Regions from separate parts of the Mus musculus genome. Here all the other regions are linked to region 4. The links are chromatin contacts, called in public Hi-C and HiChIP or PLAC-seq maps. All regions are on one chromosome and are shown on one strand. Each heading gives the region's core, a stretch centred on a gene start, on an enhancer-like site or on the middle of the called end of the contact. The rest is flanking DNA. Distances are from core to core; before and after follow the strand shown.

Region 1 (6,307 bases), core at 2,872-5,371, 380 kb after region 4:
AGGCAGGGGGACTTCTGAGTTCGAGGCCAGCCTGGTCTACAAAGTGAGTTTCAGGACAACCAGGGGGCTACACAGAGAAACCCTGTCTCAAAAACCAACCAAACAAACAAATAAATTTTAGTAAATAAAAATTAGAAGTAAGGGCTGGAGAGATGGCTCAGCGGTTAAGAGCACTGACTATTCTTCCAGAGGTCCTGAGTTCAAATCCCAGCAACCACGTGGTGGCTCACAACCATCTGTAATGAGATCTGATGCCCTCTTCTGGTGTGTCTGAAGACAGCTACGTGTACTTACATATAATAAATAAATAAATCTTACCAAAAAAAATTAAAAGTAAACAAACAAATCCCCATCATATCATAACCTAGAAGGATACACATTTATTTGTCTTTGAAAAAAGATTTTGAGCAAAGCCATGACTGGCCTCACACTGCAAATATGCTCCTGCTGCAACCGCCCAAGTCATAGGAACACAGGCGTGTGCCAATACCACAAAGCTATGTTGGCTGAAAAACATATCTACATTGTTTTCCAGGCGTGTTTTGTGTTTGAAATCCTACTTTTATCATCTGTCAGTCTATTATCTTCACATAAACACAAAGAACTTTGACTTTAAAAGTACTAGGGCGGTGCTGCCAAAGCTCCTTTCCCTACCTATCCTTCCCTCCTTCCTTCTCCCATCCCTCCCTCCCTCCCTCCTTCCTTCCTCCCTTTCCTCCCTTCCTTCTTTCCTTTCTTATGGGGGCTGGCAGGGTCTCACTATGTTTCTCTGTCGTCTAGCCTGAACTTCACAGAGATCTCCTTGCCTTTGTCTCCAAAGAGCTGGGATTAAAGGCTGTGCCACTATGCTGGCCTACCAGCTCTTTTTCATCTCAATCTACTAATAATCTTTTGTGTGTGTGTGTGTGTGTGTGTGTGTGTGTGTGTGTGTGTGTGTGTGATATGCTCTGTGAGAGAGAGAGAGAGAGAGAGCTCATGCATGCTCTACTGCACTTCTGGACCCTCTCCCGATATCTTTTGAGTTCAGTTGAAAAACTAATTCCAAGTCACATAACTGTGTAGGGACAAATAAGGCAGCAAGCCCTTGCCTACCCATTATCTGGATCGTGACCAATATAATATACGAAGAGAAAAGTAGGGCTGGTGAGATGGCTCAGCGGGTAAGAGCACTGACTGCTCTTCCAAAGGTCCTGTGTTCAAATCCCAGCAACCCCACCCAGCAACCCCATGGTGGCTCACAACCACCCGTAATGAGATCTGACACCCTCTTCTGGTGCTGTCTGAAGACAGCTACGGTGTACTAATGTAGAATAATAGATAAATTAAAAAAAAAAAAAAAAAAGACGAAGAAGAGAAAAGTAGGTCCAGACACATGACTTTAATCCTGGCATTCCAGAGGCAAAGGGAGGCAGATCTCCATGAGTTAGGGACCAGCCTGATCTACACAGCCAGTTTCCAGACAGCTAGGGCTACATAGAGAGATCTTGAGGAGCGGGAGGGGGAGAGGTATTTCATAGTTTGACAAAGATTAGAGACCTAAAGACCCGTTTACATGTTCTGTGAAGTTTGAACTGTAGCGCTGAAAGATTGGACACAAGGGTGTGACAGAAGGGTAATGGATGAGGGGGAAAACCCAGCAAGGCCTGTCTGTTGAGATTCCTGGTCTATGCGATGTTCTTCCTTACAGGGTGGGTGGGGTAATAGGTTACAATCTAAACGTAAGATAGAAGTTTCTTTATAGTCAACTCACAGAGAGGACAGGATTATTTTAAGCTTAAGTGGCTGGCTTTGGGAGAAAGGGCTGGTTTTCCTCTTGTTACTCTTGTGATCTGCCTTAGGGAGGAGGACTCCTACTGTCTGTGTAGCTTGCCAGGGAGAGCATCAAAGGGTCAAAAGCAAGCAAGGCAAAGGTCAGGAAGACACTTAGCCTCTGAGATCCTTATTTGGGGGTATTTTCTGAGTCATCTACAACTTTCTTTTCTTTTTTTCTTTCTTTTTTTTTTTTTTTTTGGTTTTTTGAGACAGGGTTTCTCTGTATAGTCCTGGCTGTCCTGGAACTCACTTTGTAGACCAGGCTGGCCTCGAACTCAGAAATCTGCCTGCCTCTGTCTCCCAAGTGCTGGGATTAAAGGCGTGCGCCACCACTGCCTGGCTCATCTACAACTTTCAAGCTCATTTTCTTTGCTTTTTTTTTTTTTTTCAAGCTCATTTTCTTACCCACATATTTCTGCACCTTTTCTATTAATTAATATTAACATGTTAATACTGCCAATCTGGGGCTGACCCATTAAAGCAACCCACATTACATACTTCTGAAGCTAAGTCACAAACAACTGTATATAAAAGTATCATTGAGGCCTTCCCTGGTGAAAAGACCCTCTTCAGCTATTTGGACTCTCCAGCAATTCGGAGGGAGGCTTTTGATCTCTGAAGTTCATTCCCTCACCAATCCCTGAAAATGTAGTCTAGGTTATTGTGTCTGGATGTCTTGATTCCAGCTTTCAACTTTGACTAGATTCTTCCCTTTAAGTCTTTCCAAAAAATTGCATTAATCAATGAATCTGTTGGCTTATTTGGTGTGTGGGTCTGTACGTGAGTTGCCTGCCTCCGTGGGAGAGTGTGCCATTCCTGCGCATGTGCAGGCCTCACAGCAAGTACGTGGAGGTCAGAGGAAAGCTTGTGGGGTTCCTGGTTCTCACCTCGCTGGGGCAGGATCCCTCATTCCTGCTGCTGCATACTTTAAGGTTGGACTGTCTTTTTTTGAGACAGGTCCTTAACATGTAGATCTGGCTGGCCAGGAATAGCTATGTAGACCAGGCCTTAGATTCACAGAGATGTACCTGATTCTGTCCCCTGAGCCCTGGGATTAAAGGCATACACCACCATGCCTAGCTAAATAAAGAAGTATTTTCAAAAAATATTATGAAAGCAGGCAGTGGTGGAGCATATCTGTCTATAATCCTGGAACTTGAGTTATGGAGACAGGAGGCTAGCCTAGGCTATTACATAAGACTCTATCTGGAAAGAAACTATATGAAAATGCCCTGTGTGTGATGGCTCACATGTGGAGACTCTGGACACTTCTGCGCCGGGTCCTCCTCTCAGTGTGAGTGCTGGGATTACAGACGTGAGGGTTGCAGACGTGAACGCCACTGCACTCGCATTGTGTATTGACTTCCTGTGTGTACTGAGCCAGCTATGTGGCCTTAGAGATCATTTCTTTCTTTTCTTTTCTTTTTTGTTTTTTTTTTCGAGACAGGGTTTCTTTGTGTAGCCCTGGCTGTCCTGGAACTCACTCTGTAGACCAGGCTGGCCTCGAACTCAGAAATCTGCCTGCCTCTGCCTCCCGAAAATAAAGCTGATTCTTAACTCTAACAGATGTTCTGCTCTTGGGTTAGTTTTACTTGAGTCCCCACCAATTTCCAATGTCACTGTTGTAATGGTCCCTGTACTAAAATCCAGCTCTTGGTCTCAGCCTTCCTGCTAGCTGATCTGCTTGGACTCCTTCAGCTTGTGGCAGAGAATGTGTGGGTTGGATGTACGGGGAAGCTCTTTCCCTCTGAAGCATGGAGCCTCTGTCTTCTTGTCTCTGGGTAGATCTTCCAAGGCAGGAAGCAGTTGGCCTGTCAGGCAGTCTCTTACAATCCTGGCACTCTGTGAAATTCAGGAGATGCCAGAGGCCAATTGAGGCAAGGCTATTCAAACATCCATTAAGACCCAATAACAGCCAGGCCTTGCTGTGGGTTGGTATACAACTTAATCAAGTCACACGTTGTTGAAATGAAACTGAGGCCTGGGTTGCTCTGGGTTGCTCGCTGCAGGAGAGTGCTGAGTGTCTAAATCGCTAGGGTATTGTTTGCAGGGGAGGCCGCCAGGGGAGAAGGGAAAGGAGGGTAGATGTTTATCCCTGGGTGTTTTTTTTTTTTTTTTTTGATTCTTAGAAACAGTTGAGCTTAAAGAGCTCCTACAGAGGGTGGTGCCTTTCACAGCTGAAGGCCTCTTCTTTAGGTGAGTCAAACACCTTGCCTGTTTATCTGGAATGGGGCGTGGGGGGAGGAAAGGGAAGGCGGGAGGGCAAAGAGTAGAGAGTAGTTGGGAAAAGTTCCAAGGCCTCTGAGTGTATGTGGGAGTGGTTGTGTGAAATGCTAATTCCTGCTATTGCTTGGCAGCCTTTCTGGAAACTGTGATGACAGCTACTGGTGGGAAAAATCACTCGGGAACAGAGCCATAGCCCTGCTTCTAGGTAACTGGCTATCACCTGAACCGTTCCTTAGGACAGACTACTGCTGATTCCTTGCTTTCTGCCTCTCTTGCTCATGTGATAAAGTGAGAGCATTACTTTCCTTGTTTGACATCTTCTGTTTTGGATAGAGAAGGATCCATGTTTCTTTCTTTCTTTTTTTTTCCTCTTTTCCTTTTTTTCTTTTGAGACACGGTTTCACTATGTAGCCCAGGCTGGCCTGGAACTTATGTGTAGACCAGGCTAGCCTTCCATTCCCAGCAACACTTTTTCTGTCCTGTCTCTGCCTCCTGAGAGCTGGGATTATAGATGGACGTTGTCATGCTCAGCTGAGAAGTTCATTTTCTAAGAGCAGTGACTCCAAGCCAGGCCTCATGGTGATGGGTCTTTAATCCCAGTATACCCATTTAATCTCAATACTTGGGAGGCAGAAGCAGGTAGATCTCTGAATTTGAGGCTAGTTTGGTCAAACCCTGTCTTGAGAAAGAAAAACAACAACAGCTCTCGGTTTTAGCGCCATCTTCCTTGAGACTCCTGAGCCATAAGAGCGAAGTGGCAGAAGAAGATAATGTGCAGGCTGAAGCGCAAGAGAAGATAAGGCAGTGGTCCAAGTTAGCCAGCCGGTGCAGCCACGACGCCTGCAGGAGCAGAAGTGAGGGATGCTGAGGGCCGGGACGCCGGGACAAGCTATCGGACTGTGTGCTGCCATTGGTAATGAGTCTCAGTAGAACTGGAATGTCACCTCGCCACGATCGCCTGGAGAAATGACCTCCTTTCTTATAACCAAAACAGTCCCGCTGGCCCTCTGCCCTGGACCCCCGGCACTCTGGACTAGCTCTGTTCTCTTGTGGCTAAGTGTAGCTCGTGTACAATAAACCCTCTTGCAGTCAGCTGAAAAAAAAAAAAGGAAAAGAAAAAGAAAAACAACAACAACAACAATAGCGACAGCAGCAGCAGCAGCAGCAATCAGAACAACAGCAACAGAGCAGAGAATCAGTAAAGCCACAATCTTGACGTTAACCAGAGAGCTCACTGAAGAATTAAGAGCCCTGGACAGGAGGTCAAGTCCACAGAGAAGACACAGTTTTTTTATTTTCCTAAGACAGGGTTTCTCTGTGTAGCCCTGGCTGCTCTGGAACTCTCTTTGTAGACCAGGCTGGCCTCGAACTCAGAAATCTGTCTGCCTCTGCCTCCCAAGTGCTGGGATTAAAGGCGTGCGCCACCACGCCGGGCCTTATTTTGGTTTTTTCAAGACAGGGTTTCTCTGTGTAATCTTGGCTGTCCTGGAGCTCACTCTGTAGACCAGGCCGGCCTCAAACTCAGAGATCTGCCTGTCTCTGCCTCCCAAGTGCTGGGATTAAAGGTGTGTGCTAGCATGCCTATCGACAAATTTTATTTGTAAAAAAATATACAAAATGCAATTGTTGGTGTACAACAAATGGTTTGCTTGCACCTATGTCTGTACACAGTATATGTGCTGTGCCTGGGAGACCAGAAGATCTACTGCAACTGCAGTTCCATGTGGATGTAAGCTGGCATGTGATGCTGAGACTAGAACATAGGTCCCCTGGAGGAGAAGCCAATGCTCTTAACCCCCAAGTCATATCTCCAATTCCTAACATAATAAAACAGCAGCAACAGCAGCAGCAACAACAACAACAAACTTTACTTTTTTTTCCCTGTTTGTTGAAATGGATTGAATGCAGCCTAGTCTGGCCTTGAATTCACTAAGTAGCCGAGGCTGGCAGTGAACTTCTTCTTCTTCTTCTTCTTCTTCTTCTTCTTCTTCTTCTTCTTCTTCTTCTTCTTCTTCTTCTTCTTCTTCTTCTTCTTTTTTCAAAGATTTATTTATTGTTATATGTAGGTACACTGTAGCTGTCTTCAGACACACCAGAAGAGGACATCAGATCTCATTGTGGGTGGTTGTGAGCCACCATATAGTTGCTGGGATCTGAACTCAGGACCTTTGGAAGAGCAGTCAGTGCTCTTACCCCCTGAGCCATCTCACCAGCCCCAGCAGTGAACGTCTTACTCTCCCGCTTCCACCTCTCTGGTGCTGAAATTACT
Region 2 (6,133 bases), core at 541-3,040, 360 kb after region 4:
TCCTAAAGATGACGTCACAGCAGATAAAAGTGCGAACCACCAACCCATACAGCCTGAGTTCAACCTCAGGAGCTCAGACGGTAGAAGGGAAGGGCTGACTGCCTCAAGCTGTCCCGACCTCCACATTTGTGCTGTGGGAGGAGCTAGTGAGTACACATACACACACAAACAAACAAACAAACAAACTGCAATAAAGTTATGAAATCTTCATGTAATCTCCATAACTCACAGTTCACACTAATCCCCCACGTCCATCTTCCCGTTTAATGATTACTGTCTGGATGTGTCTAGACTATATATTCAACTCTCTGTTACATCAAATGTAAAGAAAGAATAAGCAGGCTGGGTGCAGAGGTGCATGGGTGGTGCCTTGAAGAGGGGAGGCAGCAGGGCCGTGGGAGCACAGCCTTTAATCTCAGGAGGCAGAGGCAGGCAGATCTCTATGAATACAGAGCTAAGCTGGTCTACACAGTGAGTTCCAGGCCAGCCATGGCTACATAGTAAGACTCTCCCAGAAATAAAACAAGCTGGGTGTGGTGGCGCACGCCTCTAATCATAGCACTAGGGAGGCAGAGGAGGGGGTTCTCTGAGTTTGAGGTCAGCCTGGTCTATAGAGCAAATTCTAGGACAGCCATAGGCAGAGAAACTCTGCTCTATAAATAAATAAATAAATAAATAAATGTAAAAGCAAAGAAAAAATAAAGCAACAAGAAAATGTCAATTTTAATAAACCAAGTCAAGAAGGATGCCTGATGCTAGGAACGCCATCGCTCAAGAAGCTAAGAAAAGAGGAGCGCCAAGTTCAAGGACAGCCTGGACTACATAGCAAGACCTTGACTCTAGGGTCCAGAGAGATGGCTCAGTGGTTAAGAGCATTTGCTCGGGCTGGTGAGATGGCTCAGTGGGTAAGAGCACCCGACTGCTCTTCCGAAGGTCCAGAGTTCAGATCCCAGCAACCACATGGTGGCTCACAACCATCTGTAATGAGATCTGACTCCCTCTTCTGGTGTCTGAAGACAGCTACAGTGTACTTGCATATAATAAGTAAATAAATCTTTAAAAAAAAAAAAAAAAAAAAGAGCATTTGCTCTCTGGCAAAGGGCTGGGTTTGGTTCCCAGTACTGATATATAACAGCTCAAAGCCACTTCTAACTCTAGCTTTAAGAGATCGGATGCCTTCTTTTGGCCTCCACAGGCACGGCACACTTACATAAAAATGGAGAGAGGATGACAAACTCATCAACTAACGCTGAAGATGGCTGAGCATAGTCGTCCACACTTTTAATCCCAATACTTGGGAGGCAGAGGCAAGAAAATCTTTTTTGACAAGGACAGGGATGGACGGATCACGGTGGCGGAGCTGCGGCAGGCAGCACCAGCTCTGCTGGGGGAACCACTAGAGGGCACTGAACTGGATGAGATGTTGCGAGAAATGGACCTCAATGGGGATGGCACCATAGACTTTGACGAGTTTGTAATGATGCTATCTACAGGCTGAGGCACCTTCAGGGACAACCTACTGGCCCTGGAGGCCAACACACCAGCAGACACCAGACTACCACACCCTTCCCCAGCATGGAGAAATCCCCCTTCCCCCAGGCTGGTTCACCCCCTCACCACACCCAACTCCAGAGTCTGCCTGTGCTGTCTTCTCCCACCCCCAAGCTGTGGAGAGAAAAAAAGTGAAGCTGGTTACAGTTTTCACTGGAGAACATGATTTGAATCTCTTTAGATCCTGGAGAGGTAGGGAGTTCCCCACAACTGGCTGCATTCAAATGAATGAGGCATAGTGCATTGGGGGAATTCCTAGGACATGATGAACTGAGAGATTAGCTAGATCACTTCCCACTACTTGTTTGTATAAAGGGTTGTTTTTGAAAAATGAACTTGGGCCTGGTAATGACTTTGTAGGTAAAAGTTTATGCCACTAAGCCTGAATTTGATCCCTGAAGTTTGTGTGGTGGAATGAGAGAACTAACTTCACAAAGTTGCTCTTTGGTAGGCTAATGCCCTGTTCACACCCCCTTGAATAAATAAATAAATGAAAAGTGAACTTGAAAAAAAAAAAGATGGAGAGAGGAAAATCAATATGATATACCATAGAACACAATAAGAATTAAATATCTCGGGGGAGGGCATGGGGGACTTTTGGGATAGCATTGGAAATGTAAATGAGGAAAATACCCAATTAAAAAAAAAAAGAATTAAATATTGCATGTTCTTCTCAGCCCAGAATATTGAAGCCTAATTATCTCGGACACGTACGCCAGCTGTGATGCCGCATTCTTTCTCAATCGCTCAGTTCTCTGCGTCAATCCTTCCTTTGAAAGAGATGACATTCGAGCATCACCCTCTGGTGGAACATAGGGATCAAATATACCAGCTGTGAGGAGAGAAGAAAATTAAGAAACCATTGAAAGACTTAGACAACATCATCTTGTGGTCATACAAGGTGGACTAATCAAGTAGACTTGCACATAGAGAAAACTTTGTTACACTTGTGCAAGTACCAGGAACTAAGTGTTGCACTATTGAGATATCTTTTGTTATGTTGAGGAAAAAAAGGAAGAAAAAACAAGAAGGGGGGGGGGCGGCTGGAGAGATGGCTCAGTGGTTAGGAGCATTGACTGCTCTTACAGGGGTCCTGAGTTCAATTCCCAGCACCTAGAAGGTGGCTCACAACCAGCTGTAATGGGATCCGATGCCCTCTTCTGGTGTGTCTGAAGACAGCTACAGTTTACTCATATATAAAATAAATAAATCTAAAAAAAAAATAAAACAAGAAGAAAAGAAAGAGTATTTTAACTTCTCCTAGAGTCTGTTTCTACTTCTACAAACTAGAGAAATTTCATTCTTTCTAGAAGTGTAAAAACAAGATCAAAAGATGACCTCATGGGGCTGTTGAGATGGCTCAGTAGGTAAGAGCACTGACTGCTCTTCTAAAGGTCCTGAGTTCAAATCCCAGCAACCACATGGTGGCTCACAACTACCCATAATGAGATCTGATGCCTTCTGGTGTGTCTGAAGACAGCAACAGTGTACTCATTTATTTTATTTATTTATTTTTATTTTCAATTGTAGATTATATTATCTTATACCCAATGTTCCCAAAATTTGACTAGAAAAACTTGAAATTATCCATAATTTCAGCAAAGTGCTATGATACATAATTGACTTACAAAATTTACCAGTCTTTTTTTTAAAGATTTATTTATTTATTTAATGTGTGTGAGTACGCTGTAGCTGTACAAATGGTTGTGAGCCTTCATGTGGTTGTTGGGTATTGAATTTAGGACCTCTGCTCGCTCCAGTCAGCCTCACTCTTTCCTGTCAACTCCACTTGCTCAGTCTCTGCTCACTCTGGCCCAAAGATTTATTTATTATTATACATAAGTACACTGTAGCTGACTTCAGACACACCAGAAGAGGGTATCAGATCTCATTAAGGGTAGTTGTGAGCCACCATGTGGTTGCTGGAATATGAACTCAGGACCTTTGGAAGAGCGGTCAGTGCTCTTACCTGCAGATCTATCTTGCCAGCCCAAAATTTACCATTCTTTTTTTTCTTTTTTTTTTTTTTTGGATTTTTGAGACAGGGTTTCTTCGTATAGCCCTGGCTGTCCTGGAACTCACTTTGTAGACCAGGCTGGCCTCGAACTCAGAAATCCGCCTGCCTCTGCCTCCCGAGTGTTGGGATTAAAGGTATGCGCCACCACTCCCGGCCCTTAATTTACCAGTCTTAATACATATGAATAACAAGCATGTGAGAAAGAGATCATGGACACACTCTTCTTTCTAGCTTCTCAAATAAAATAAAAATATTTAGGATATACATAATAAAAGAGGTTAAAAAAAACCTACAATGAAAACTTTAAATGTGTAAAGAAAGAGATTAAGAAACATACTAGAATTTGAAGACCACCCAAGCGTATAGCTTGGTAGAACTAATATTGTGAAAAAAGACCTTCCTACCAAAACAATTTACTGATTTAATGAAATCACAATCAACATCCTAATCTCATTCTTTACATAAATAGAAAGATAATCCTCAATTTGATATAGAACGACAAAAGACTCAGAAAAACCAGTTAGTCCTAGATAAGTGTTTGTTTCCATGCATTCTGTTCATTTTAAGTGGTAAGTGCATCTGTCTAAGACCCTAACTTTTATACATCTGTTTCTATTGAATCGATTTTGTTTGATATTAGAATGGCTACTCCAGTTTGTTTCTTGGGACCATTTGCTTGGAAAATTGTTTTCCAACCTTTTTCTCTGACATAGTGTCTGTCTTTGTCACTGAGGTGCATTTCCTGTATGCAGCAAAATGCTGGGTCCTGACTACGTATCCAGTCTGTTAGTTTATCTATTTTTATTGGGGAGTTGAGTCCATTGATGTTAAGAGAGATTAAGGAGAAGTGATTGCTACTTCCTGTTATCTTTGTTGTTAGAGGTGGAATTATGTTTGTGTGGCTATCTTCTTTTGGATTTGTTCAAAGATTACTTTCTTGCTTTTTCTAGGGTGTGGTTTCACTCCTTGTATTGGTATTTTCCATTGATTATCCTTTGTAGGGCTGGATTTGTGGAAGATACAGTGTAAATTTGGTTTTGTCATAGAATATCTTTTCTTCGTCTATGGTAATTGAGAATTTTGTTGGGTATAGTAGCCTGGGGTGGCATTTGTGTTCTCTTAGGGTCTGTATTACATCTCCCCAAGATCTTCTACCTTTCATAGTCTCTGGTGAGAAGTCTGGTGGAATTCTGATAGGTCTGCCTTTATATGTTACTTGACATTTTCCCCTTACTGCTTTTAATAATCTTTCTTTGTTTTGTGCATTTGGTGTTTTGACTATTATGTGATAGGAGGAATTTCTTTTCTGGTCCAGTCTATTTGGAGTTCTGTAGGCTTCTTGTATGCTCATGGGCATCTCTTTCTTTTTTTTTTTTTTTTTTTTTTAAATATTTATTTATTTATTATATGTAAGTACACTGCAGCTGTCTTCAGACACACCAGTCAGATCTCCTTAAGGATGGTTGTGAGCCACCATGTGGTTGCTGGGACTTGAACTCAGGACCTTCAGAAGAGCAGTCGGGTGCTCTTACCCGCTGAGCCATCTCACCAGCCCCCGGGCATCTCTTTCTTTAGGTTAGGGAAGTTTTCTTCTATAGTTTTGTTGAAGGTATTTACTGTCCCTTTATGTTGGGAATCTTCCCTCTCTTCTATACCTATTATCCTTAGATTTCGTCTTCTCATTGCGTCCTATATTTCCTGGATGTTTTGGGTTAGGAGCTTTTTTGCATTTTGCATTTTCTTTGACTGTTGTGTCAATGTTTTCTATGGTATCTTTTGCACCTTAGATTTTCTCTTCTATCTTTTGTATTCTGTTGGTGATGCTTGCATCTATGACTCCTGATCTCTTTCCAAGGTTTTCTAATTCCAGGGCTGTCTCCCTTTGTGGTTTCTTTATTGTTTCTATTTCCATTTTTTGATCTTGGATGGTTTTGTTCATTTCCTTAGTCTGTTTGATTATATTTTCCTGTAATTCTTTAAGGGATATTTGTGTTTTGTCATTAAGGGCTTCTACCTGTTTACCTGTGTTTTCCTGTATTTCTTTAAGGGAGTTATTTATGTCCTTCTTAAAGTCCTCTATCATCATCATGAGAAGTGATTTTAGATCCGAATCTTGCTTTTTTGGTGTGATGGTGTATTCAGGACTTGCTATGTTGGGAGAATTGGGTTCTGATGATGCCAAGTAATCTTGGTTTCTACTGCTTATGGCTTTTTTTTTCCCCCCAAGACAGGGTTTCTTTATATAGCCCTGGCTGTCCTGGAACTCACTTTGTAGACCAGGCTGGCCTCAAACTCAGAAATTCACCTGTCTCTTCCTCCCAAGTGCTGGGATTAAAGGTGTGTGACGCCACGCCCAGCTCTTTATTTATTTATTTATTATTTTTTTATTGCTTATGTTCTTACACTTGCCTCCTGCCATCTGGTTATTGCTAGTGCTACCTGCCCTCGATATATCTGACTGGAGTCTGTCCTTCCTGTGATCCTGGTTGTGTCAGAACTCCTGAGTCCAGCTGTCTCTGTGATCCTGGGATTCTGGGATCCTGTAATCTTGGGCGTGTTAGAGAG
Region 3 (5,984 bases), core at 2,819-5,318, 320 kb after region 4:
GTCCCCCCCAGGCCCCCTTACTACTCTTAGGACGTGTATATCTGGGCAGTTCTACTTAAGAAACATCCACTGCTAAGCCTTTTTTGTGTTTTGTTTTGGTTTGGTTTGGTTTTTGGTTTTTTGAGACAGGGTTTCTCTGTGTAGCCCTGGCTATCCTGGAACTCACTTTGTAGACCAGGCTGGCCTCAAACTCCGAAATCCTCCTGCCTCTGCCTCCCAAGTGCTGGGATTCAAGGTGTGAGCCACCACTGCCTGGCCCACTGCTAAGCCTTATAAAAATGACTGTTAGGAACATCCCATCGAAATCGATAGCTGTGGGAACCACGTAGATGGGAAAGGTAGATGCTGAGCAGAGCAGAGAGAACTATGCCTAGAGGCTACCGTAAATGCCCCCAAATTACATAGCAAAGACAGCAGAGCCCATAATTACCTTCAAGCAGCTCAGACACAGAAGCCTCTTAACTGGCAAAGGGCTGAATCTCCTCAGAGCTTCAGGTGCCACCATTTAAAGCCAGAGACCAAGTGCAAACTCCAAGCCACTGCTCTTCCCAACATGAGAGGACTTGCTTAGGAGACACAGATCTACAGAAATCACAACTACCCTGGCCAGACTTACCACGGTTCTCACAGCCTAGAGGCTGCCAGAAAGACTGGCACAGAGTAAGTGTGGAGAAGACAGCAAGCAGCACCAAAGCTCAGCACAGAAAAAAGACCCAATTCAATCTTAGAACTTCTCCTCCAAAAAGCATAAAATATTCCATACAGTTTTCACATCTTCCCTCTACTCCTGTAAGGACATGAACAGGACAATTCACAGCTATCCCACTTCACAAATAAAAGGGGAGGACAAAGATGACAAGTCTGCCCTCCATACCACAGCTAATGCTCAACTTCCAAAAGAAAGAATCCAGACTTTCCTAATTCTCTATACAGCATGCTGCCTCCAAACAGCAGTCAACCAAAATGTTTACACACAGATACCTAGCTCTTCTCAATCCACCCGAAAAAGCTCTTGGACCAAGAACTCTATTTCTTCACTGCCCTCAACAACGCGTCTTTGCAGAGGCGCAGCCTGATTTGCTCTGCAGCAGAAATCTGTATTGTGCTTAGTGTAAGGGCTGGTGACAGAGCAGCCAATGGCCATTAAATTCTGCTTCCAAGGCAAAACACCATACAATGGTATATGCCTTTTTCACTTCCTAATCTATTAGACGCAGCAGCTAATTTCACGCCACACCTCATACTTGTCGTCTTGGGAATCTTAGAGCAAGTCCTGGTCAATGTGGAACAAAGGCAAGACAAACCACAGAAAATTATCAATCCATCCTATGCCATTATCCACAGCTCCAACCGTGCCCTCACCCTCAGCTAGTGCAAATTTCATCCACATTGGCAAGTGGAGCATCAAATACAGAACCTACCACTGTGGGGGATGGGGATTGTTTCAGAAACCACACACTTTTCAAGACCTAAGCTCTCAGCAGTAATTCATTCATTCTCTCTCTCTCTCTCTCTCTCTCTCTCTCACACACACACACACACACACACACACACACACAATAATAGTAATAAAAACAGGCCCTACCTAAAGGAGTAGACACAGGGAACAACAATCAGGGCAAGGATCTGGGTTTGGCCCATGACACAGATGTTCAGAAATGGCAACAAAGCCAAAATAAGTCCACACCTTTTATCTTGGAGAATTAAAGTTCCCTTGAAAATCCATGTCCAAGAATGGGTGGTTTGTGAACAAGGATAAACTAGGAAGCTTTAAAAAAAAAATTTAAATTGGGCCCAGATATACTTATCTTTCAACATCCCCCTACCCTCCAAGATTCTAGTGCTCAACAAAGTTATCAATTTATCTGCTCTTTGCCCTTGGTCTGTCACTGTCTGTATGTTTCAAGACTACATCACAGAAACCATACCAAGACCAATTCCAATCAGGCACAGTGGCAGCAGGCCTGGTCCTTGGGAGGAGGTAGGAAGAAAGAGCAAGAGATCCAGACCAGTCTGCTACACAGTGAATTAAAAGCAAGCCTGATCAACATAATAAAAACCTTGTCTAACAAAACAAAACAAAAGCCACCAATTCAAGTTTAAAACAGATTCAGAACTACAACTCACAATGTTATACCACAAGGTAAGACTCATTCATGGCTGCAAAAGCTGACAGCTTTCCAAACTGACACTACAGAACTATGTCCCGACAGTAAAAGTCTAGCCACTTCTTAGAAATTCAGGGGAACAACTCACCATTTAAGTTTGGAATTGCCATTAATTGGACTAGAAGTCACTGTGTATACCTCACCTAGACCTCTCACCTCCGTGTGAAAGTGAGAGAGTCAGCACAACGCCATTCAGAAAGTGGTCAGCACACAGGCTTTAGACAGCAAATATCCAGGAACAACCAGAATATTAAGGGAGCTGCCCAGCTAATTGCTGGCCAGACTCCTCGGGCTATTTGCATGCTTGTACTTGCGAAGAGAGTGAAGGCTGGTGCACTGAGAGAACAAGCAAGACGATCAAGATAATAACAGGCAGGTGATTGACACCAGCTTTTCGGCCCCAAGGCCACACATTTCCAGCAACCTTCAGCAATGGTAGTAATAACAGACATGGGAGGGGTGCTTAAAAAGTGGGGCCGGAACAGGGATGGAAGGTGAGGCCGGGCTTCAGATCATCCCCAGCAAGAGACGCTAACCCACTGAGAAGTGTCACAGAGTGTGAACTCTCCGAGAGTTGAAAGCTGTTTCCACAATTAGCTCTGACCTAATGCGAGATGTCACCACCTTTAATCCCAAGTGTCTGCCTCCTCCTGAAGTCCACAGCTCAGCTCTAACAGTATCGTGTTGGCAGTAGGGGAAAACGAGGGAAACGAAACAAGAAATGGAACTTTGTCGCTTGCCCACCCCCAACCCCCAAGCCAATCTCACCTCCCCGTATCCAGCTCCCGGACCGCTGAGCCTCCCATGTCGGTCAGGCTCGCAGCTGAAGCTGCCAGATCTCCCGAAGGCCTCTTGCCGGTCCCATCCCCGCCGCCCGAGCCGCCGTTACAGCTCTTCGTGCGAAACAGGCGACTGAGGCGGATTTTGAAGGAGCCCTTCCGAGAAGGGCCTGCGAGAGGCCGGAGGGGCCCGGGAGGCGGCGGCGGTGGGGGAGGTTGCTGCTGCTGCTGCTCCCCTCGGCTCAAGCGCCCTGGAGGGACCAAGTCCTGCAGCGGAAAGGGCACCGGGGGTAGTTCGGGACCCGGAGGCTGCAGAAGCAGCCGGCCACCCACTCCTCCTCCTCCACGGCCGGGGCTGCTGAGCTCCTCTTCCGAGCAGCTGTTAGTCTCCAGGCTCTCGGCCTCCGATTCCAAGCCCTCCAGGACCAGCAGCGCGTCGCTCGTCTCCGTCGGGTCCTCCCCGGCCTGCGGGGCGGCAGCAGGCGGCGGGGGTTGCGGCGGCGGCGGCTGCGGGGGACACGGGCACGGACAGCAGCCTCCGCCGGCAGTCTTGATCCCCGGCCCCGCCGGCTGTCCGAGCCCCAGGGCCGCCAGCTGCGCCTCTAGTCCAGCCACGGGACCCCAGGTCCGCTCGAGCGCCAAGCCCGGCGGGAGGGCCTTGGGATCCAGCGCGCAGCGGTGCCGGGGACACAGCAGTTCCGAGGGTCCCGGCTCCCGGGCCGCCTCCGCGTCCTCCTCCTCCGGCGGCCGCCCCACGTTGCGGAACACCATCAGCTGAGGCGGCCGGGCGCCCCGCGAGCCGGGCCGCGCGAGGAAGGGTGGTGGCGGCGACGGGCCATGGCTGTGGCCCGGGGGCGGCGGCGGCGGCGGCGGGCCTGGCTCGGGGGCGGCCTCTCCATAGCCGAGGAGGCGGCTCAGGACCCGGTACGAAGCGGCCGCCGCCGCCGCCTCGCCGTCCCGGAGCTCGGCCCCCTGCATCGGGGTGGCGAAGGGAGGGAGGGCGGGCGGCTAGGAGCCGGGCTGGGTGGGGACTAGGCCGGGCCCCGCCGGAGCCCCGCCCGCCGCGGCCCCCGGAGCGACAGCGCTAACGGCCGCCGCGGCCTCTGCCTCATAGAGGGGGCGGGGGGGGGGGGGCGCGCGGAGCCCAGCGCGAGCCCAGGCCGCGCGCTGCCGCCGAGGACCGCCCCTAGACGTCACTTCCTGTCCAGGGCCCGCCCCCTTTCCCCAGGGTGCGCAAGCGTCGGACTCCACTCTGCCTGACGTTTCTCTTGGCCCTGGTAGCTATTGGCCGTCTGCTGCATCTGGGGCCTCCGTGGTCTCCGGCACCGACCCCTGCTTTTTCACTTCCTGGGCGCCCGGGCCCTGTCCACCGTCCTGTGTAGAGCAGTGCAGGCCTCGGGACCCGGGTCTGGACCTGGGAGAGGGTCGTGGACCTTGGCACTGTCTGGGGGTCTTGTCCTGTCCATGCTGCCTGGAGTGTGTGACCTTGGCCAAGTCATTTCATTACATCTGCATCCTCTTTCCTAGCATCCGATGAACTGTGGAATGACTACATGAAAATGGGTTGTAGAGCCTGCAGTGTGCTCTTCCGTGCCAAAACAACTGGATCTTTGAGAAGACAAGAGTGTGTATATAGTTAGCATAATCTCATCATGAATTTGAAATGAAGAATGGATATACACAATTCCAAGAAATGAAGATATACAATAGCCAATTCTGTACGACTGATGGCCAAATACATCCTTCCACTGATTGTTGTCATAGTGTATGTCATGTTGAGGATAGAATCCAAGACGTGGCACGTGCTAAGCAACAGTTCCATCACCAGACCTCATTCCCAGCCCTTCCCAAAATGATGACAAGTGACCAAGGACTGCAATTGTAACAAGAATTTTTACTAATATTTTCCTCTGTTGATGAAAGAGAACAGTGAAAAAGCAAAACCTGATCAAATCATCAATCATGGGGGCAACTTTGCTGAGTCGGAATTGGTTTCAGTGACGGGGAAGAGTTCCTTCAACGTTTTTGTGCCATTGCTAATGTAACACCTACAGATAGATGTACAGGAGATGTAAATCAGAATCGCTGTCATAATCTCCATCACTTAAAAAAAATGTATGTGTATGCACATGTGTGTGCAGAATCCGAGAAAGGGCATCAGATCCCCTAGACCTAATTATTAGCTGCCCCAAGTCCCTGGACATGGGTGTTGAGAGCTGAGTTCTGACCCTCTGCAAGAGCAGAACAAGCCGTTATCTGCTGAGCTAGCTCTCTAGGCCCCTCCATCTCTCTTTCTTTCTTTCTTTCTTTCTTTCTTTCTTTCTTTCTTTCTTCCTTCCTTCCTTCCTTCCTTCCTTCCTTTCTTTCTTTCTTTCTTTCTAGACAGGGTTTCTCTGTGTGGCCCTGGCTGTCCTGGAACTCATTCTGTAGACCAGGCTGGCCTTGAATTCAGAATCATGTCTGTGCTGGGAATGAAGGAATGTGCCATCACCACCCAGCTCCCTATACCCCTTTTGTTTTTCAGACAGGGACTCTCACAAGTATCAGGACTTAAGTTTGGATCCCCAGCACAGTATAAAAGCCAGGCAGAGCAGCATGTGTCTGTGATCTTCGCACTTGATGTGGGGTGGATCCCGGGAGCTCCCTCACCAGTCAATCTAGCCAAATTGATGAACTCCAGAATCAATGAGGAACAGGCACATTACAGAGCCATCTTCCCAGCCCAGTGGGGTCATTCTGAAATAGAAATTTGCTCACAGCCTGTGATTGTAAAGATGTATTTACATATATTTCTCTGCACACCAAAAGACAGCATCAGACCCATTACAGATAGTTGTGAGCTGCCACGTGGAGTCCTGGGAATTGAACTCAGGACCTCTGGAAGAACAGCCAGTACTCTTAACCACTGAGCCATCCCTCCAGCCCCACAGCCTGTGATTGTAGTTGTTCATGCTTTCTGCATTCTTAGGATAGAGAGAAAACCCTCTATGTGACATATAGGGTCCTAATGGTTTTGCCCTGCCTACGTCTTACTCTT
Region 4 (6,018 bases), core at 446-2,945:
TAACGGCTAGGTGAGGTTGAGTCCCCATTGGCCCATGAAAGCAACATTCTTTGCAATGTTCCTCAGGGAGGGAGAGAGCCCAGTGCGCAGTGCCTTTGTAGGGTGGGGTCAGTCTTGCCTGTAAGCAAGGGGGTGTCTACAACAGCCTGCCTAGAGTACCACTATGAATGTGAGCACCACATCTCACAGGAGAACCCTTCAAAGGATGGTGAAGACAGAGGCCCAAGGAGGGGAGAGGCCTTGTCAGGGGCAGAGTGTGCGGAGAGATGAACTAGTGAAAACTAGAAAACCAGCACCCTGCCTAAAGGGCATGGGCATGTACCCACAATCCTCTGGCTGGCATGCCCTTGAAACTGCCCCACCCTCTGGAATATCTGTTCAAAGGCCACAAAGGAAGCCTCCAGAGCTGGATTTATGGTCTCAACCACAGCATGGGAAACAGGACAGAGTTCTCCAGAATGAAAGGGAGAAGCTCCGGCTACAGTGAAGGGCTCCTGTACAGCTGGGATGGCATCGGATGGCAGCAGGCAAGCAGGAAAAGTCACATCCAAGGTGAAAAGAGACCTGGGAGGGGACATCAGGGAAGACTGAACAGAATCCTCCCAGCTGTGAGGACCAAGGCCTGGCACATGGGCTGCTTGGAAGGAGCAGGGCGGGCAGCCTTCGAGGAGACTGAGTCAGCCACAGAGCTGTGGCCCTTCTGTACCTCCTAGGCTCCTGGGGAGGGACATGGACATACACTGACAATGGCCATCCTGATAGTGGTGTCCCTGACCTGTGAGCTGGTTCCTGCCATCGAGCCCCATCCCCCAATTGTATGTATCTCACCTATATACAGAAAGAAGGGAAATGTGGACGGACTGAAAGTCCCCAGGATAGACCATGCTGACCCCAAGCACGTGGAGAGGAGGAGATGGATGTTTGCGTGTCACACTGCCAGGCCTAACCGTTAGCGTCAGAGATCAGGCTGTGTCACATCTAAAGGAAAAGCTACAGGAGTAACTCACCTGATTCTTGCTTCGGCCACATACACACCACCTGTAGGTTTTCCCGGCAACCAGCTCCAATCTGATGGGTGTCTTCTGTGCCACCACTGGCTTGGCTGGGTCTTTGGGGAACCATCGGGCCTATGATCAGGGTGGATGAGTGACTCGGGATGATCCCAAGTCTTGGATATACTTTTAGTTGGCGGGGGGTTCTGTAACTCTTCTTCAAACTCTGGGGCTTGAAATCAGGTGGCTGTCCTCCCCTCAGTGGGAGACCTGGTTCCTTGCCTTCTGCCCTCTGGTCCACCAAACCTTCCCTAGAGCATGCTGGGAGCAAGGGTCTCCCTGTCGCTGTCTTGGATGTAGCTCTTGAGGTTTGGGGAACTGATAGGAGTTGTGCTGAGATTAGACAAGAGGTGTACTCACCAGCCAAGAAGAGATTTCCCGCCTCTGATACGGCTTCGACAAGGCAGGCAGGCAGATATGATTTGGAAACAGAAAAATAAAATCAGTGGGGAAGGAGAGACGCCGGAAGCCCATCAGGGAAGGGAAAGACCACAAGTCAAAGGAGCGTGGGACCTTTTTTTTTTTTTTTTTTTTTTTTTTTAATGGTTGGGAAAAGGTTCAAAGAAGAGGCGCTGCGGATCTTGGCATCTACTCGGGAGCTCCCTCCGGAAAGACTGCCCTGTGGGGACGCGCGGCCGAGGGGTGGAGTCTGACCTGGGCCGGTGGAGGCGGGGCCGAACGGCCAGGGGTCACCAAAGATGGGACGCTCACCCAGACGCCGCGCATGACCACAGCATGCAGGCTCGTCCCCCACGCTGCGCATGGCCGCTCTGCGCGTAGCCGCGTCCGGGTCGCCGCCCTCTCCGCTCCGCCCCCAAGGAAGACACCGCCCAGGCCCGCACAGGATGGGCACGGCCGAGCCGCCCTGGAGTCGGCAGGTGCCACCCTGGCTCTAGAGTTCAAGGCAGTCAGTGTGTATGTGGATCTATCACTCTGCAGGGCTCTGACGTCTGCATCTTCACCTGCACCGCACATTCTGTGCACTCCGGTTTGAACTATTCTTACAAGTACTTGAGAAAAAGGGGTCACTGACCGTATCCTGTCCTCCTCCCTCGGGCCTCCAGTTAGGAACCCATCTCCCTCCCTACAATAAAGCCAGACAAAGCAAGGTCTCTTTGGATTTTCTTTTTTTAGTAAAACATTCTTTTATTAAAAGAACAAGTGCTGTTTACGAACTGCCCTTCGTACAAATAACATCCGTTATACAAAGATACAAGACCCAGGCTATGCACAATTCCAGGCTTGGAGGTCGCAGGGGAACACCGTCTCTTGGGCTGAGGATATAAAGGTTTCAGAAAGAATGAAAAATGAGCCCCTGGGTTTGCAATCTGTGGCTTCCCTTCCTTGCTCCCTTAGGAAGGGTCTGCTACATGGAAACAGGCTGGGATGGAAGGAAGGGAGCCACAGTCCTTCGGGTCTTCAGTCCCAAGTGGGGCTGGAGAAAGTGAACACAGGAGAAAGAGGACGGTCCTCAGTCCCCAACGCTTCAGTAGGTCAAGACAAGGTGGTCTGCTGGGAACTAGACACACCTGTAATCCAGGAGGAAGCGGCTGGAGGGAACAGAGGGACTCCCTGACCCCACCTCCCTCCGTCCTAGCGGGCACCTCTCCCTGGCCCCACCTCCCTCTGTCCTAGTGGGCACCTCTCCCCAGGCACCAGCAGTCTGTTACTCCCTTTGGCCCTCTGCACTCTTGGGATGACTGAGACTAGCAGGGCGGGCCTGTGTCTCTGAAAACAGGTCAGCATTTCCAGGGTGGGAAGAGGAAATGGAACTGGTAGCCTCTTTGGGCTCTCATTTGTCTAGGCCCTTCCTAGGAGTCTAGGGTGGGAACTCCCTGGGTCTTCACACAAGGAAGGGAAGGGATCACCAGCAGTAGACCCAGGAGCTTGAGAGGGACACCCACAAGCTGGGGGATGAGGGAGAGGGGGATGGGACATACAATTTATTTCTTCTCTTAAAGGCAACCCTTAAAGTGTCATTGTCTGTGGAGGATTCGTCAGCTCAGAGCTAAGACAGTCAGTGCTACATAGATACCTTCCCGCCACGGGCACAACCCTACTACACTCACACCACCACACTCACCACACACACAGGGACAGCCAGCCAACCAGCTGCAGCTAAAAGGCTTGACAGTCAGGCAGTTATGACCAGAAGGCCAGGTACAAAGGCTTGTCACTGCTGTTGCTGAGGTCACGTCACTCCTAGGTTTAGAGCAGTAGCCTGTAAAGCCAGCTCCAATGACCCCCTGATCAGCATCCATCAGCCATGACCCAGCCACCCCTGCCCTGGTGGGCACAGGCTCAGCATCTGTCACCCGCTCACCTCTTCTCACTTAGGGTGGTGACATTAAGATCCACTCATGCATTCTGAGACTCCACTTCCGCTCTGCAAACCACATCCTCCCCCTCCCAGATAGAGATGGCCCCAAATCTGCATCCTTTCTCTCCTTCTACCAAGCTCTTTATCAAAAAAAATGGACCAAAGCCAGACATAGTGGCACACACCTTTAATCCCAGCACTCAGGAGGCTGAGGCCAGCCTGGTCTACATAGCAAGTTCCAGGACGACCAAAGCTACATTAAGAGTAGACCTTGTGCCGGGCGTGGTAGCGCACGCCTTTAACCCCAGCACTTGGGACCTTGTCTTTAAAAAAAAAAAAGGTGAGGTCATCAGAGCCATTTTGCAGAACCCTGGTCCCTCCCAAGGACCCTAATTCTCCCTGTGCTGCGGCACCAGGCCACACCTCTCCTCATGTCTCAGGATATGGAATAGCACCACCAGCTCGCCTCTAATCCCAGCACTCTGGAGGCAGAGGCAGGCAGATCTGAGTCTGAGGCCAGCCTGGTCTACACAGCCAGTTCTAAGTCAGCCAGGGCTACACAGAGAAAACCCTGTCTCGAAAAACGCCTCCCCACCCCACCCCACCCCCAAAAAAGAGGAGCCAACACCAAACCATCCAGCCCAGAGGCCTCTGCAAGCCTGACCTGACTCTGTTAGGGCATCCTGCCTGGCCCAGAACAGGGAAAGGAGCCCAGGGAACTGCTGAGAACAGAGTTCCAGAGCCCCGAGCACCCCTGCGCCACAATGCAGGGTACTTGGCTCTGCGTGGGGCAAGGGTGTGGGCCTGGATAAAAAGGTCGTAGACGAATCTGAAGAATCACTGGCTCGTAGACAAGGAGGTCTACAAGAGCGGAAGAGATGAAGATGTCTTTCTAGTAATAGCAGTTAGAAAAGTATTTCTGAGGTCATCTCAACTGTCCCCCAAAGTCCTTCCAAGTGTCAAAGGGTTGCCTCTGAAGGGTCCCGGCCCATCCTATCTTATCCTATCTTATTCCTGTCTTATCAACAGGAATAGTATTTCCCAGATCATGGGGGGTGGGAGTGAGGGACAACAGTTGAGCAGCACAGGCAAAAATATATCTGTACTACGTTTCTGTCCTTGCCAAAAATATACACCTTTTCTTTATTAAAAAAAAAAAAAAACCAAAACAAACAAGCAAAAAAAAAAAAAAACAACAACAACAAAAAAAACCCCCAACAACAAAACTCAAACGTAAACACACCAAAATGCACACATGCAGAGACCCACAGACATGAGCAAGGGAAACTGGAACTGACCCTCAGTCCCAGCCAGTGCAACCAAAAGGGACACAAGGCCTCCTTGGCGGTGCTCCGTGTCCCACTCAACGTTTTTCATTACCGCCCTGGGCAGAAAGTCTCTGCCACTTATTACTACACCCTGGAAAATAGCTGGTGGGGTAAGGGGTGGTTGTTAGCTTAAGTGGCTCTACTAGCTGGTGAAAGGATTCAAGAGGCAGGCTAGCTACTTCGGAGAGGGAGACTTTTGCTAAAAAGAAGTGGCACTTTACCCCTCCCCTACTCTCTTGTGCCAGGACTGATCAAACTAACAGTGGGGGAGGAGGCCCTGAGGGGCCCTGAGGTGGGGTAGAGGGGAGGGAAGGTAGGGTATTACCCTGATTCAGAGCCCCCAGCCCCTAGGAATTCTCCAATACTGGAGGTACTGGTCTGTTGTTTGTTTTATGTTTTTTATAAGTTAACCATTCATGCCCTGGAAAAGGAGCAGAGTTGGTGAGGGGGTAGAGGATGCAAGAGCTAGGAGCTCCTGCCCTGGTACTGGCCACTGCCCCGGTACTGGCCACTGCCCCAGTACTGGCCACTGCTCCTGTCCTTGCCCTTGGCTGCCCCAGGTCCAGAGGAAGAAATGACAGATAGACAGACAGGTTAAACAGACTAACCATCTCTCTCTTTTTCTCTCACTCACACACACACTCACACACTCACAATCTGTGGAGTCAGGCAGCCCCCTCTCCCCACCCTCGGCACTCCTCAAGCCAATAGTGCAAAAAGGGGCAGGGCACCCAGGTCAGCACGGGACGTCCCCAGCCAGCCCCATCATGGGGCCCCAAGAAGTGCTGTCCTGCCCTTCCTCAGCCCCCCACATCTGTAGGCTTTTCCAAGCTCAGCTTGTGACCCTCAGTGGGAAGGGATGATAAGAAACAGTCAAAGGGATGGATCCCTTCTGCTGGGAAGAAACGGAAGGTCAGGTGGGCCCAGCCCTTTCTCCGTAAGAAATTTCCACACAGGGATAGGCCTGGGGGTCCACCCTTCTTCCACCTTCCCCATTCAAGTGCTGATTGGTTTATGTGGTAGGTCCAACCAACCCTCCATCTCTCATGCTGAGACCTACTTTGCTCTTTGGGGGCCCCTAGGCATCTGCGGAGGATGGGGTCTCCTAGGCAGGCTAGGAGCCTGTCCTCCCGACCCTCTGAAGCAGCCAGTGCAGTGAGGGGTGGGCCAGGTGAAGGGCTCCCTCCAGTCTCTCTCCTCCATGTGCACCTGGAACGCCAGGCATGCACTCCCTGGGGATCAGCACAGGCCCTGGGCCTGGCTTTCCAGAGTCTGGGCCCAGTTGCCCACTCCAGACAAGGACCCTCAAGCCATGTAG

The links. Hi-C and Micro-C count contacts between places; a contact is called where the count stands out from the background. HiChIP or PLAC-seq counts read pairs in DNA pulled down with a chosen protein or histone mark.
Region 1: a FOXA1 HiChIP or PLAC-seq map of pancreatic cancer cells shows a contact between it and region 4. The contact joins the enhancer-like site here to the promoter of Cisd3 in region 4. A contact is called at or near these places in 3 of 39 promoter capture datasets (the C10 cell line, liver and pre-B cells), 1 of 484 Hi-C or Micro-C datasets (muscle stem cells) and 3 of 115 datasets of contacts at active chromatin or transcription factors (bone marrow-derived macrophages, large pre-B cells and pancreatic cancer cells).
Region 2: a contact with region 4 is called in a Hi-C map of B cells, with 6 read pairs. The contact joins the enhancer-like site here to the promoter of Cisd3 in region 4. A contact is called at or near these places in 1 of 39 promoter capture datasets (the C10 cell line), 2 of 484 Hi-C or Micro-C datasets (B cells and muscle stem cells), 2 of 115 datasets of contacts at active chromatin or transcription factors (embryonic stem cells and large pre-B cells) and 1 of 9 other capture datasets (embryonic stem cells).
Region 3: an H3K4me3 HiChIP or PLAC-seq map of embryonic basal ganglia shows a contact between it and region 4, with 3 times the contacts expected there. The contact joins the promoter of Socs7 here to the promoter of Cisd3 in region 4. A contact is called at or near these places in 4 of 39 promoter capture datasets (3T3-L1-derived adipocytes, the C10 cell line, liver and 1 more), 1 of 15 datasets of contacts at CTCF or cohesin (large pre-B cells), 4 of 484 Hi-C or Micro-C datasets (B cells, nephron progenitors and pro-B cells), 8 of 115 datasets of contacts at active chromatin or transcription factors (the SCID.adh cell line, embryonic basal ganglia, embryonic forebrain and 5 more) and 3 of 9 other capture datasets (adipose tissue, liver and macrophages).

What each region holds. Positions count from the first base shown.
Region 1 is chr11:97,300,170-97,306,476 of GRCm38.p6, reverse strand. Gm31005 (a long non-coding RNA gene) reads left to right here. Exons shown (of 4, transcript XR_389002.3): 3 at 3,942-4,008; 4 at 4,170-5,146. Among named protein-coding and RNA genes, the nearest start is that of Gm31005, 7.8 kb to the left of the region's middle. Within about 2 kb of position 4,121, at least 140 of the 459 cell types and tissues checked have an H3K27ac peak or open chromatin away from gene starts, as enhancers often do. A contact at or near this core is called in liver, muscle stem cells and pancreatic cancer cells, where this site is marked.
Region 2 is chr11:97,317,693-97,323,825 of GRCm38.p6, reverse strand. Mrpl45 (mitochondrial ribosomal protein L45) reads right to left here. Exons shown (of 8, transcript NM_025927.4): 3 at 2,266-2,383. Among named protein-coding and RNA genes, the nearest start is that of Mrpl45, 5.0 kb to the right of the region's middle. Within about 2 kb of position 1,790, at least 19 of the 459 cell types and tissues checked have an H3K27ac peak or open chromatin away from gene starts, as enhancers often do. A contact at or near this core is called in B cells, where this site is marked.
Region 3 is chr11:97,360,376-97,366,359 of GRCm38.p6, reverse strand. It overlaps Socs7 (suppressor of cytokine signaling 7), which reads right to left and starts at 4,068. Exons shown (of 10, transcript NM_138657.4): 1 at 2,937-4,068. The coding sequence starts at 3,925.
Region 4 is chr11:97,681,610-97,687,627 of GRCm38.p6, reverse strand. Cisd3 (CDGSH iron sulfur domain 3) reads right to left here and starts at 1,695. Exons shown (of 3, transcript NM_001085500.3): 1 at 1,413-1,695; 2 at 1,008-1,127. The coding sequence starts at 1,526. It overlaps Mllt6 (myeloid/lymphoid or mixed-lineage leukemia; translocated to, 6), which reads right to left. Exons shown (of 20, transcript NM_139311.2): 20 at 2,170-6,018.